Linked DNA regions of Callithrix jacchus: region 1 is linked to region 2. A link is a contact called in public Hi-C data. All regions are on one chromosome and are shown on one strand. The core of a region is the stretch at or near the end of the contact, and the rest is flanking DNA. Distances in the headings are between cores, read along the strand shown. Region 1 overlaps EFCAB11 (EF-hand calcium binding domain 11). Region 2 overlaps LOC144577454 (a long non-coding RNA gene).

Region 1 (4,068 bases), core at 855-3,354, 910 kb before region 2:
GTTCTTTTTTCTCCAAATTTTCATGTTTAAATCCCATGGACTTCACTTTTATTTATTTTACTAGCTTGCTTTAAAATACTGCTAAAAAGTTGTTTGCTTTACGTTACCACAAAATGAGTAGTTTTGGATTCATTTGTCTTTTTCCCCCAAGCCTGATCCATAGTGTGTGTACTAGGTGCACTGTTGTTAATGATTAAAAGAAAATAGCCTTTATAGATTGCACTTTGTACATCCTAATATTATACCACATTGTCTCCAGTTCTCTTTATTTAGCTTTGTTTTTTCCCTGTCCTCCCATGTTTATTCTAAAGGGATAGAAGTAGCTTAACTTTTCTGAATTTTTTCTTCTCTCACCTCTGCTCTTCTTCCTGCTTCTCCCCACGAGATAAAAACCTGTCCGACTCTCCTGTCTTCCAAGCGATGCTGGCGACACTCTAAGTGACATGAGTGCCCTAAGACACCCATTTTTTTTTGGTAACTAAGCATTCAGTGACTGAAACTTAGGCCTTCTCTAGACATTTTTATTTATTTATTTATTTTTGAAACAGATTCTCAATTTGCCCAGGCTGGAGGGTAGTGACACAATCTCAGCTCATTGCAGTCTCTACCTCATGGTTCAAGTGATTCTCATGCCTAAGCTTCCTGAGTAGCTGGGATTACAGGTGCCCACCACCACGCCCAGCAAATTTTTGTTTTTAGTAGAAATGGGGTTTCACCATTCCATGTTGGCCAGGCTGGTCTTGAACTCCTGGCCTCTAGTGATCTGCCCGCCTTGACCTCCCAAAGTGCTGGGATTACAGGCATGAGCCACTGCAACCAGCCACTAGATATTTTAAATCCTCTCGAGACCTCTGATTGTATGTGTGGCCTTCACCTCACACTCAATGTGGCCACCATGCACTCTTGCCTTCTTTTTGTCCCCTAATCACTGTAAGAGAGATCTTTGCCCTTGCTCTTTTATTCTCAGGCTTGTATCTTTCTTTGTTTTGCGAACGAATATTTGTTAGAATCTTCTGCATTGCAGACACTGGGATTATATGAAAATGAACAAGATAGACACAGCTCTGCCCTCTAGGAGCTTAGAGTCTAGTTGAGGATATAGGTGGTTAGAATCCAAGATGGTTAATCCTGAAAGATGACTACAAAATGCTATGGACAAGAAGAATGCTTAATGCAGACTGGGGAGGAGGCACCAAGGCTGACTTCAGAGGAAGTGATGGCCTGCATAGACTTTGCCTCAGCCAGGCAAGGCATATTCTGGACAGTAAGCATCTGCAGAGGTCAGTGGGAGAACATGAATAACTGAGAGTTATTACACATGATTAGCCTACTATCAAATATACCTATTTTTTCTTTTTTTGATGAGTGGATTGAACCAGAAGGATGAATGCAGAGTCAGAAGACTGGAGAGATAGACTGGGCCAGATGATAAGGGTCTTGTAAGCTTTGTCGAAGAGTTCAGGCTTTATCCTGAGGATATCAGGAAGCCATCGAAATGTTATATGTAGGCCTGTTGCCCAGGCTGGAGTGCAATGGCAGGATCTCAGCTCACTGCAACCTCCTGGGTTCAAGTGATTCTCCTGCCTCAGCCTCCCAAATAGCTGGGATTACAGGCACCCACCACCACACCTGGCTAATTTTTTGTACTTTTAATAGAGAGGGAGTTTTACCATGTTGGCCAGGCTCGTCTCAAACTCCTGTCCTCCGATGATCCGGCCCACCTTGGCCTCCAAAGTGCTGGGACTTCAGATGTGAGTCCCATGCCTAGCCGATGTGATCAGACTTATAGTTTACATGATCTCTCATAGTGTAGTGTGGAGAATGGATTAAATTGTGGCCAGAAGAGCCTCTATTTGGGCTGATCCTAGGGACCACTTTCCCAACTTAACCTTCTCTTGAGCCCCGCTGGGCTTGTGCAGCCCAGCATGTGTTTTTCTGATTAGCATAAGGGCTAATCTCAAACATCAGCTCCCTTTCTCTAGCTTCCTGCCTTAGAGGCTGGGACTGTATCTTCTCCCTTGCTTTGGGCTGGCTCTTGCTCTACACTAAATGTGTCATCTGAAGCACCAACTAGATCCTGGTTTTACTGTTGGCCAGAGAGTCTGTTGTTTTGTGCACTATCTTGGCTCCCCTGGGATTTAGGCGCCAGCTTAGATATAGCCTGAGTTCAGTGATCTCCTTTGACCCCTGAAATTCATTGCCATTTACACGGTTGGTCCTTTCTGCTCAGCCAGTCTGGAAAAACCTGCTGCTGAGGAAATCCCCCTAGCCCTCTCTTTCCCACTCGTAGTTGAGTATCCTAGATACTTCACCATTGATCTCCATTGTATACCTATATAGAACAATACATTGGATAAGATGGATTGAGGTAAGGTGAGGGGAACTAGCCTGCAGGTTGAGTATCTCTTATCCAAAGTGCTTGGGACCAGAAATGTTACAAATTTTTTATTTTTTCAGAATTTGGAACATTTGCATATGCATAATGAGATGTCATAAGAATGAGACCCAAGTCTAAATACAAAATTCATTTGTTTCATACATACCTTACACACAAAGCCTGAAAGTAATTTTATACAATATCTTTCATAATTTTGTACACAGAAAGTTTGTCTTAAGTACCTATGTGTGGAATTTTCCACTTGTGTTGTCATATTGGTGCTCAGAAAGTTTGAGATTTTGGATTTCCAGAGCAAGTTACTTCTCTGTGCCTCAGTTTCTTCATTTATAAACTACAGGTGTTAAGAGAACATACATCAGAGTTGTTTGGAGGATTAAGTGAGCAAATGCCTATAGAAACACTGTGCCTGGCCCATAATTCGCTCTCACTACGTATTCATGTTGTTATTACGGTGTCTAGACTTAACCCTAGGGAGAATGGGAGAACATAAAACGTTTTTGACTTCAGGAATATTTGACAGCAGCTAAATGGGTATTAATCTTGAAAGGTCCACCCCTCCTCTTCACTATGAATAATTGAGAGATGACGGTGGTATCACATCCTGCCCAGCTGGGGGGCTGTTCCAGTGAGTGAGTAGATGTGAGGGAGAGATAAAAATAGCTCACTGATATCTAGTGCTCACTGTGTGCCAAGCCCTGTTCTAAATGTGTTACTTGCATGAATTCATTTGATCCTCACAATGACCCCATGAGGTGGCTACTGTGATTATTCCCATTTTACTGATGAGGCAACAGGTACAAAGCAGCTGAGTGACTTAGCTAAGACCCCGTTAACTGCTGGAATTTGGCTTTAACCAGACAGTCTGACTCCAGATTGGAAACACAAGTAGATCCAGCCACCGTGTAAAGGAGGGTCTTTGCCTTTCCTTTTTCTGTCTCCCCACAGGTGTACCTTTAGAAAGGGATTTTGAATCTCTTTATCAATCAGATCTATTACAGTCTGTAGATTTTGAAGGAACCATTTTAGTTAAGGGCCTTTCCAGTTCAATTTCAATAGAATAAAGATCTAGACAGTATATAAATTTTCATAGTAAAACATAGAGCTATATAATCTATGGCCATAACCCTTTTCATAGCCTCAAGGTTGGGAATATATGAAAACGCTTTAGCTGAATTGTGCATTCTTTTTATAAAATCCCTGATTTCTGGCAATTTGGTCATACAGTCTTTTGATAAAAATATCAAAAACCTCATACTGCAATACTATAAAATGTGACTGTGTTAATGGCCAAAAACATCTGTATTTCAGACTGTCATGAACTGTTTAAACATCATATAATAGGAAACATTTATGGCTTAAATAATTGAAGTCTGCATTTCTCAGAATTCATCTGCTCATCTCACCCTTTTGTTAGACCTTCAAACAAATCACAGAATTGACCGACTTGAGTTTCTCTATAAGTCTTTCTTCTCCATCATGGGGTGGTGGGATATACAGGGGGCTGTTGGTCAGTTCTTTAAAGTTTGGATATCATAGTCATGGGAAACTGAGGTATGCAAGTCTGTTAACCTCCCTGGACTTCAGTTTCTACTTCAGAAGGACTTCTAGCTTTAAAATACCTTGATTCTTTCTTTCTTTTTATTTTTTATTTTATTTTTTTTATTTTTTTG
Region 2 (3,859 bases), core at 848-3,347:
AGGTCAACATGGTGAAACCCCGTCTCTACTAAAAATACAAAAAATTAGCTGGGCATGGTGGTGCGTGCCTGTAATCCCAGCTACTCAGGAGGCTGAGGCAGGAGAATTGCCTGAGCCCAGGAGGCAGAGATTGCGGTGAGCCGAGATTGCGCCGTTGCACTCCAGCCTGGGTAACAAGAGCGAAACTCCATCTCAAAAAAAAAAAAACAAAAAAAAAACAAAGGTTTAAAGAAGACTCCTTCTCTTAAATAAGCATCTCTAGGTGAGAGATCCTGGTTGATGGAGCAGCTCTGCTCCATGCAGTGATTCAGGGATCCAGGTTCCTTCCAGCTTGTTGCTTTAGACCATTGCCCTTGTCTGCAGGGTCATATCTGAATTGTGGGCATTTTCCTACTTGTGGGAAGGGAAAAGAAAGAAACTCTGGAGCACTCAGCTTGTATTTTAAGTTTGAGTACAAGTTTTAAGTTATCTTTTAAGTCAAGTAAGCTGGGCTACCTCCCAGGAGATCGCCTGGGATTTGCATATATCTCTTCTGCTCACATCCCATTGACTCAAACTTCATTAGAGATCCACCCTGGGTGGAAGAAGGAAGTGAGGTCCCTGACTCAACAGCATCCACCCTAAATTCTATCACCATGACATGAAAGAGGGGGATTTGCAGGGGGGCGGTGGTGGCAGGTGTGGAGGGGAGGAATGGATTTCAGGCACTCTGCCTCAGAACCACAAGAACAGGCTGATCTAGTTTTTGTGTCTGCTTATTAATAGCCATTGCATGTATGGCAGAACTGGTCTCAGAATTGCTTTCATGGTAACACACGTGATGGAGACTTGGTCACTCCCAGTGTGGAGTGGTAGGCCTCACAGGGAGCTTGTGGGAAATGCCAGAGTCAGGCCCACTGAGTCAGAATCTGCCTTTCAGCACATGCTGAGGCGATCCATGGGGAATCAGTCTCCCCACCTTCATCTGGTCTTGATTGTGTCTTCTTACACAGACAGCTTTCCATCCACTTGAAGAGCCCAGCCAGCATCTATGAAGTTGTTGGTCAAACTGCCACTAGGAACCCACTAGTGAGTAGTAAGATTGTCTTAACAGATCACACCCAGCACTGAAAGAAAGGTAGAAAAGACATAGCACAGAATCAAAGAAGAAAACAGAATGCATCACACTAATTAAGGTTAAGTGTCATTGTCAGTTCTGTATAGATATGTGTGTGTGTGTGTGTGTGTGTGCGCACGCGCGCGCGTGGATTTAAACAGACAACCTACTGTAGGTCACTGTCAAAAACCCTTAAGGAGTGTGAGCAGCACGGAGATGGAGGCTGTGACTACTTTGCAAAGCTGGGGCACACAGCCCTGGGGCTGAACACCGCCTCTCAACAGTGTGGTCTCCGCCAGTATCGAGCCTCATTTCCTCGCATGCAGAACGGGTTACCTCGGACCTGCCCGGTGTCGTGGCGGCGACTGGGACCTCCTGGGAATGAATTCCTGCGCTCCCTCCCTTCCCCTTAGTCGTGCCCCTTTCTTCTTACGGACGGGAGAGCTGACTAAATGCAGGGTTCCCAATTCTTCGGCCTCAGTTTCCCTAAGGAGCTCATGTGCGCGTTCAGGGTCCTTGTCAGCGCGGCGTACAGCAGGCACGGGTGCCGGTGGGGAGGGGAATGATCTACACTTGGCCTCGTGACCCTGCGGGCGCCCGAGTTCTAGGATGAGCCCCGGGCGTGGCGGGGGAGTGCACGCATCCCGGCTCCACCCGACCCTGGGCACCCCCAGTCCCCAGCCTCCGCCAGCGGGCGGTGCGGCAGCGCCACCGTGTGGCTGCGCGACATCAAAGCGCCGCGCCTCTGCCCCGCTGCCCGTCCTACGACGCGGAGCCTGGGAGCGATTTCCCGGGGGCCGGGGCGGTGCAGGAGGGCATCTGGTCCAGTTCCCCGAACCACCTCAAGATTTTCTTGCACTCCCCGCGTCCCCCGGCGGGGCTCAGGGTCACAGCAAGGAATGGACGGAGCGGAGGCGGTGCCTCCTGCGCTCAGTGTAGGGCGGGGCCGAGGGCACCTCGGCGGGACCAGGCCCTCCCCGCCCACCCGTAGTATTGCCCAATCCCAAGGTGTGGGTTCTGCGTCTACACTTAGATCCGGCAGGTGCAGGAGGAAACATGGACAGTGCCCGAGGAGGGTGCCCAGACGAACGTGGATAAAGGGACAGTCAGCAGGGAGCTCCCCAAACTCCTGGACCCGGGCCTCGCCTTTGGACAACGACTGCGTCTCAGGTCCCAGGGCGGCCTCGGGTCCCCAGGTCCCCAGGTCGCGATTCCAGGAATCACCCCCTGGAGAGCAGCACGGACACACTCCAGACGTGTGAGTTTCCCAGCGCCGTGCCGGGAGTTCAGGGGCGCTGGAAGAAGGAAGAATTCAGCTACGTCTCTGCATCCCTATTACTGCGAGGACGCGCCTCTTCGCCAAGCCCACCGCGGGCTCTTGCTCACTGAGGCTCACCCTGGGTCTGGCACTGCGCTGACGCCCTCAGAAAAGAACCTTACAGACATTTGACAATTTAGAGCGGAGTAAAATGAGGCAGAAGAGACTAATTTGCTAAGGTCACGGGATAGTAAGTAACAGACGGGAAGCCAAGTCTATCTCCCAAGCTTATCACGTTGGAGGAGACACAGCCTTCGGGTCCCTATTGCTTCTCCACCCCCAGCCTTTCCCGGGGCGAGCGGGAGAGGCTTTTATTGAGCGGAGTCGGGGAAAACTGGGGATTTGGGAAGAGAACTGACATCTGACCGGAGCATGGGACTTCCCACTGAGCCCTGTGGCCACCGCGCCCAGGCAGGAGCTCCAGGCCGCATCCCTATCTGTAAAATAGGAACGCAGGAATGTTCCTGCTGCCTGTCTGTGACGCACGTCCCCTTCCTGCAGCCTTCCATCTTGACAATTTCAACTCTCACATGGAGGAAGAGAGTCAGGAGAGATTTCCATCGAGAGCCCCACTTTAATTATCCTGCGGGTTGGGAGGATGCTGGGGTTGCCCAGGGGGATAATGTTTGTGATTAAATCCACTTAATCTGGTGCAAGTTACTTCCAACTTTCTGAATCAGCTCTCTTGTGATTACTAATAACAGCAGATGACTTTAAAAGCACTCATCGAGTCTAAGCAGAATTCAAGATGAACAAATTTAGTGTTTACAAAAATATCCTATGTGGTAACATTAGACTCGTTGTCCATATAAGGAAATTGAAGCACAGGGAAGTTAAGGAAGCACAGAGAGTCAGTGGCAGAGCCGGGAGTCACACCCAACCATCCAGGCTCCAGAGGCCCCTTCAGCCACTATGTTCCTGATGAAGACAAGACATCCAGAGCCTCTCCGGGTTTTCTGGAGTGCAGAGAGAAGGAAGATGTACCCTCAAGGAGATGCCGCTTTTTGCATCTTCTTTTGTAGTCCTAGGAGATTTTCTTCACACTGTTCAACAGAAAGAAAAAAGAAACGTAAAAAGTAACTCCCTTTTGTTCCTGTTCCTGAGAGTTCTCTAAGGGAGGAAGAAGTTGTCTGTGCCTAGAAGTAATATCATTTCATCATACAAAGATACATAGAGACCAGTGTAAAGTTCCTTCCTCCTAAACACTTCATTCTTTTTATTCTGCATGGAAATATGCTTATGTTTTGAGAAAAGATGTCCACCGTTTTACAGCTCTTAAAACAACAAAAGCAAGGAAACCAAAATTTTGTGTATTTACATGTCCTATAGCATGAACAGTTAGGTTCTGTGGCAGACTGTATGTTTCAAAAGTGGCCACCACAATACATCACATTTCACATGGTGTGACACCCCTCAAACCTGGGTGGGTCTGGGCTGACTTCTAT

What was found. Hi-C and Micro-C count contacts between places; a contact is called where the count stands out from the background.
Region 1: a contact with region 2 is called in a Hi-C map of induced pluripotent stem cells, with 3 times the contacts expected there. The contact joins two enhancer-like sites. A contact is called at or near these places in 2 of 3 Hi-C or Micro-C datasets (induced pluripotent stem cells and skeletal muscle).

The regions. Positions count from the first base shown.
Region 1 is chr8:124,800,342-124,804,409 of calJac240_pri, reverse strand. All of the region lies in intron 5 of EFCAB11 (EF-hand calcium binding domain 11), which reads left to right. Among named protein-coding and RNA genes, the nearest start is that of EFCAB11, 46 kb to the left of the region's middle. Within about 2 kb of position 2,104, at least 2 of the 16 cell types and tissues checked have an H3K27ac peak or open chromatin away from gene starts, as enhancers often do.
Region 2 is chr8:123,894,544-123,898,402 of calJac240_pri, reverse strand. It overlaps LOC144577454 (a long non-coding RNA gene), which reads left to right. Exons shown (of 2, transcript XR_013521460.1): 2 at 1-3,859. Among named protein-coding and RNA genes, the nearest start is that of TTC8, 200 kb to the right of the region's middle. Within about 2 kb of position 2,097, at least 3 of the 16 cell types and tissues checked have an H3K27ac peak or open chromatin away from gene starts, as enhancers often do.